2 separate regions of the Hordeum vulgare genome follow, and region 2 is linked to region 1. A link is a contact called in public Hi-C data. All regions are on one chromosome and are shown on one strand. Each heading gives the region's core, a stretch centred on a gene start, on an enhancer-like site or on the middle of the called end of the contact. The rest is flanking DNA. Distances are from core to core; before and after follow the strand shown. Region 1 has its middle 98 kb from the start of LOC123412746. Region 2 holds the start of LOC123412766 (probable carboxylesterase 15).

Region 1 (3,114 bases), core at 415-2,914:
TACCTCGCACCTTTTTTTAGTCCACGTGGCCTAGTAACGTAGGGCGAATCTCCTTCGCACGTTGGAAATTTTCATGGCCCGGCCCATTTATAATTTTGCTTTATATAAATTTTTCTTTTCTTCTTTTTTCTTTTCTACTTTTTCGTTTCTATTTTTTTATCTTTATTTTTTTTCCTCCAGATTTATTTTCATATTCGTGAAAAAAAATTTCTCACCGAATTCAGAAATTGTTCATCCATGTAAAAAAAATCAATAATTCAAAAAATGTTCATAATTCAATTTTTTATCGTATTTAAAAAATGTTTATCAAAATTCAAAATTTGTGCACCGGCCTAAAAAAATGTTCAACAAATTAGGAATTTATTCGTTGTTCCAATAAGATGTTCATGAAATTCAAATTGATCCACTGAATCCAAAATTTGCTCATACATTACGTTTTTAAAAACATTGGCTTGAAGACAAATTTTGTTCATCAAGTTAAAAATGTTAAGAAAATTTAAAATTTATTCTTCAAGTTTTGAAAATGTTCATCAAAAAGAGAAAAATGTGCAGTAAAATTAAAATAATATTTTTTTGTGAAATCCGGGATAATTTTTTATTTCAAGATTCAAAAGTCGCCTTTTATTTAAATATTAGAATCTTTTTCTAATATCAAATTATTTTAACATAGAATAAAATGAAAAAAAGGGATTGTCCGTCCCGTGCATTGGCCGGCCAACAGGTCGTGCGGTGAGGCTGGTGGTGCATGCTTCCCCGACCGTCGGCGCACACCGTGCCATAAATTATGAAATCATTAATTAAAAAGTACTCTTTTTAAAGATCACTTCCATCTACCAGATTGCGATAAGTGATGCATTGCCTGTGTGTCACTTGTCGCAGCCTGAGAGTTTTTTTTTTCGTAGATTTGTATTTTTAAACGTTTTATCTATTATATCATGCATCCAAATCTTGAATCATTTTTATCGTTGGATTTTTGCGTCGAGATCTTTAAAACAAGATCTCATGTTGATATTAACGAATTTCGGACAAAAAAAACGTGCCTCTTGTATAATGGAAGAAAAAAATTGTGTTTTTTTTCATTTTTGAAAGACACAGCCGTGACTCTTGCAGAAGCAAACCATGCCTTTCGCGAAGGGAAGACAAAAGAGAACACATGGTTGTTTTTTCTATTTTGGAGAGGCACGTGCCTCTGGCAAAAACAAGTATGTGTTTCTCGTCAAAGCAAAACCGTGTCTCTTGCAAAACATAATGGAAAACACTTTTTTCTTCATTTCTAAGAGGCACAACAGTGCCTCTCGCGAAAGCTAATCCGTGTCTATCACGGAAGCAAAACCATGCCTCTCACAAAAGAAAAATAAATTAAAAATGTATTATTTTCTCATTTTTGAGCGTGAAAGCAAATTTGTGCCTCTCGTGAAAGCAAATTCATGCCTCTCCTGAAAGCAAAATCGTGTCTCTCAAGAAAGAAAAAGAAAAAAAACGCGTTCTCCGTTTTCGAGGAAGCAAATCTGTGCCTCTCATACAAGAAAACCATGCTTTTCGAGAAAAGGAAAAAACACGCTGTGAGAGTGATCGTTGGAACGCTATCGCAGGAGCGCTCGTCAACTTGTTGCTCTATGGAGGTCTCTATCCACAGACCATGTGTCACACTCCCTAGTGCGTCGGCCCATTTAGATAGTGGTGGTATCGTAGCAGAGAGAGCAATGTAGCTAGCCGATTCACTGAAGCAGCCCACACTATCGTAACATTTTTTATTTCATTTTTATATGTCTTTTTTACATAAGTTAGTATTTTTGAAAAATAAAATATTTATTTAATATTTAACAAAATAACAAAGATTTTTCAAAAATTTCGGAAGTTTATTTGTAAATGATATTTCTTGATTTATTGATCATTCTAAATAACAAGTACATATTTTAAAGTTACCCACCATTTTTTGAAGGCCTGTCCCTTTTTTTCTAAATCATGAACATGTGTAGAAAGTGCGAACACGGTATGTTTGAACAAAATTTTTAAAACGGAACATTTGTTTGACCTAAATAGTTTTTAAAACGCAAAGAACTTTTTAATTTGTATGAACAAATTTGGCAAATGAGGACATTATTTTATATTTCTAAACATTTTTTGAGAGCACAATTATTTTATTCCCGGTTATTTTACTAAAACACAACCAGTTCTTGAAATTGTGAACACATTTGAAAAACGCATGTCCAACCGTGTTATCCATTGGTGATGAGCACATAAATGTAAGAAAAGGCCCATCAGCCCAAAAGTTTAACATGCTTTCGCCAACTTCATTCTAATATTCTGTTGGCCCAGCAAAAAGGAAAAAAAAACCACTCAGTTGGGTTGGCTAGCACATTTCTCCTTCATCGGAAAAAACTCCGCGCTCTACGGTCTTAGTCAGAAACAAAGAGGGGAAAAGGTTATAGCTACGAATTGAGTAGATGATTCTTGAAGAAATAACCACACTAACATCGCTTCAATGCGGCACGAGCGGAGCTCCACTACAGGCTAACAACCTCGGCGATGAGGCGGCGAATTTCCGTTGCATCTCCGACAGTGCGGAGAAGCTCCAACACAGCATCGAGGTCACCCTTATGAAGCTCCATTATAGTCGGAGCTGAAGAAAATGCCCCGTCGCAACTGCAGCGGTTGTTGCCATGACGAGGATGCAACAGCAACAGCTGCTTCGCGCCTTCACCCATATGATTGCAACAATGACGGGGTTGTGATAGGGTAGCATCATGTGGCCCTCTGTGGCAACCCTCCCAGTTCCCATGTGTGGTCGTGGTGCTCGTCATGGAGCCTTGGCTTCACTATGGTAGTGATTTGTTTTTTGAAATGGCAGTTATTCTGCATTCATTAAGAAGAAAAGAATTGCTCAATTAATTAGGAAAACCGGGCGAAAACCATCACAACCGCTGAGCGGCACACATAAGAAACTCCACGCACACCACTCCAAAGAGGGCCTCCGCGAGACAGCACACATGTGTCATCGTCATCACTTATCCCCTAGAGGAGTCATCACCATCCCTACACTCTGAGTAAACGACTCCGACTTCACCGTTGGGGATCATCGACTCAACTCACACCAAAGCGGACGCGTGAAGT
Region 2 (3,133 bases), core at 171-2,670, 160 kb after region 1:
ATGTGTCAAGCCACACAGGCCAGAAAAGCTTTTTGCCGTGTTTTAGTTCATTTTTTCTGTTGGTAGTGAGAAAGAGTTGATTCCCGGGCCTGACCGAGACTGACCCAGGTGTACTAGTCGAGTCCACGGCACGGTCTGGAACCCTAGTCCAGGACTTTTCAGACTGGGTAACGCGTGTTTACAAAGATGATGAGATGGACTTACCCTCTCGGTCCCGCCAACATCCACATCCATCATCTCGGTTGTTGAGTAAATATGCAATTTTTCGAGTATATTAATCCACGAGATAATAACTAGCATGGTATTAACTAGACTAATGATATACTGATCTTGAGCTAACCTAGCACATACTACGCATATAGTGGATACATCTATGCAGACAAGCAGTACTGCTAGGATAAATACGAACATGAGGATAAACGAGTCATACCCTCCAATCGGCCAGTTGGCCGTAGCAGCAGCGGCGGCGACGGCAGTATCCTCTGCCGCCTTCTTATCGGCTTCGGCCTTCTCGCGGAGACGGTCAGCTTCGCTTGGTGAAGACATGGCGATGACGAGGGCGACGCGGACGTAGACGAAGCAGACGGACGGAGGCGAGCAGTCGCGTGATCGCTCCCCAAAAACCTAATCGCCCCTCTCCCGTACAGGAACCGGAGAGGCGAGGTTTCGGAGGCCTGCTCTCCCGTCGATCGTGTACGCGGTAAACGGGATGGAGTCGCCGGCGGCAGCAGTTCAAGGAACGAACGCGTGAGGCAGATGTGATCTGATTCTCGTGACGGCTAGGGTAGGCGATCGCGTGCTTATAAAGACGGCTGGGTGGAGAGACGTGGGCCAAGCCCACGTCCGAGTCGGTATCGTGCCTTGTCCGTTACGTATTCTCCGTTCCTGACCGGCAAAAATAAGCGCGTAGGTATGAGCTCAGCTCGGCTTTTTCCCGCAACCCGCGGCGTGACGAGGCGTGCGGCGAAGGAGGAGTGCGCGAGGGCACCTTCTCTTCTCACTCTCCAATAGCATGTGGAAGAGAGACCCTTATAAAGGGGTCCAAACTCTCCTCCACTAGCGGGGTGGGACTAAACTCCCACCACCTTGTCATGCCACCACCTACATGGGCCCTTGGAGATTTTTCTAAAATTCTCTAATGTGCCTGAAGCCCACCTCCAAATTTCAACGTCGGTCGCGCGAACGCGCATGTTTAGTCCACACGACTTCATTCGGCCCTTGGGCCGCCACTCTCTGTACCAGCTCCAACTGCGCTGCCGCCGTGACACTTGTGCTCAAATTCCCTGCCACCCTCTGCGAAATTTCCCTCCAAAAAATTCAACGGCAAAACGCGACGCCACCAGGTTGCGATCGCCCCCCTGCTCTGCCACCGCCACCTCCTATAAAACTCCACCTCCCCTCCCCTGTTGCTACCACAGCGCATCACAGTCTCACGGCGACAACCCGGACCGTAGAGCGTGTAACATACATACAGTACAACACAGCGACGACCGATGGCGAGCACCACCGCCGCCGCATCGCAGCACCAGGCGAGCACCACCGTGGCGCCGGCGAGCGGCCGTAAGGTGGTGGACGAGGTGTCCGGCTGGCTGCGTGTGATGGACGACGGCAGCATCGACCGCACGTGGACGGGCCCGCCCGAGGCCCTGCCGCTGATGCAGCCGGTGCAGCCCTACGCCGTGCCCTGCGACGGCCATACGCTCCACGACCTTCCCGGAGAGCCCAACCTCCGGGTGTACCTCCCCGAGGTCGATGCCGGCAGCGTCGGGCGCCTCCCCGTCATCGTGCAGCTCCACGGCGGCGGCTTCTGCATCTCCCACCCGTCCTGGGCCCTGTACCACCACTTCTACGCGCGCCTAGCCTGTGCCGTCCCGGCCGTCGTGGTCACCGCCGAGCTCCCGTTAGCCCCCGAGCAACGCCTTCCTGCCCAAATATACACCGGTGTCGACGTGCTCCGCCGGCTGCGCTCCATCGCCATGTCCGACAAAGGCTCTCTCGACGACCCCGCGGCTGAGCTCCTCCGCGAGGCCGCGGACATATCCCGCGTCTTCCTCGTCGGCGACAGCTCCGGTGGCAACCTCGTCCACCTCGTGGCCGCGCGCGTCGGTGAGGACGGCGCGGACGCCTGGGCGCCCCTCCGCGTCGCCGGCGGCGTCCCGATCCACCCGGGGTTCGTGCGCGCCACGCGGAGCAAGTCGGAGCTGCAGGTGACGCCGGACTCGGTCTTCTTCACGCTGGACATGCTGGACAAGTTCATGGCCATGGCGCTGCCGGAGGGCGCTACCAAGGACCACCCATACGCGTGCCCGATGGGCCCGAACGCACCGCCGCTGGAGTCCGTTCCCCTGCCGCCGATGCTCGTCGCCGTCGGGGAGAAGGACCTCATCCACGACACCAACCTCGAGTACTGCGACGCGCTGCGTGCCGCCGGCAAGGACGTGGAGGTGCTCATCAACCGCGGCATGACCCATTCCTTCTACCTCAACAAGTTCGCCGTCGACATGGACCCCACCACCGGGGAGCGAGCCCAAGAGCTCATCGACGCCATCAAGAGCTTCGTCGCCCGCCACTAATTAAAGCATAATTAAACAGCATACTGCATTCCACACGTGCCGCATCACTGTTATTACCATCAGGTGTGTCTGCCATTAAGTCGATCGACCTATGTGTGAGTTTTACGTCCATATATACGTGATGCCTTCTGTATGGCATCGGTCGCCTCGCTGAAAATACACTTTGGTTCCTAATTGTGTATGCATCGTACATAAAATAATAATAATAAATTAATTAAAAGTTAAAATAGTTTTAAAGTATTTTCAAATTAAATTTGATTTTGTTTTGCACTAGTATCTAAAATTTTTAAGAAAAAAAGTCAACATTGACTCCTAGAAAAAAAAGGCAAAAAATATTTGTTATTATATGTTACTATTCATATTATTTTGATCAAAATTTTGTTTTTGTTGGAAAGAAGTCAAAGTGTACTTTTTTTGGAAAACAATTCACAAGTATAATGAAAGGTCAAGTTTATTTTCAAAATATTAACAGTATTTTTTGACTTTATGTTTAATTGCTAAAATAATCTGCATATAGGGTGTATATACAGCCAGGTTTCAAAAGATCCCCTTCATCGCCT

What was found. Hi-C and Micro-C count contacts between places; a contact is called where the count stands out from the background.
Region 2: a contact with region 1 is called in a Hi-C map of leaf, with 2.2 times the contacts expected there. The contact joins the promoter of LOC123412766 here to the enhancer-like site in region 1. A contact is called at or near these places in 2 of 6 Hi-C or Micro-C datasets (leaf and seedling).

What each region holds. Positions count from the first base shown.
Region 1 is chr1H:425,860,382-425,863,495 of MorexV3_pseudomolecules_assembly, forward strand. No RefSeq gene overlaps it. Among protein-coding and RNA genes, the nearest start is that of LOC123412746, 98 kb to the left of the region's middle. Within about 2 kb of position 1,665, at least 1 of the 3 cell types and tissues checked has open chromatin away from gene starts, as enhancers often do. A contact at or near this core is called in leaf, where this site is marked.
Region 2 is chr1H:426,016,559-426,019,691 of MorexV3_pseudomolecules_assembly, forward strand. LOC123412766 (probable carboxylesterase 15) reads left to right here and starts at 1,421. Exons shown (of 1, transcript XM_045105703.1): 1 at 1,421-2,765. The coding sequence starts at 1,494. The coding sequence ends at 2,573.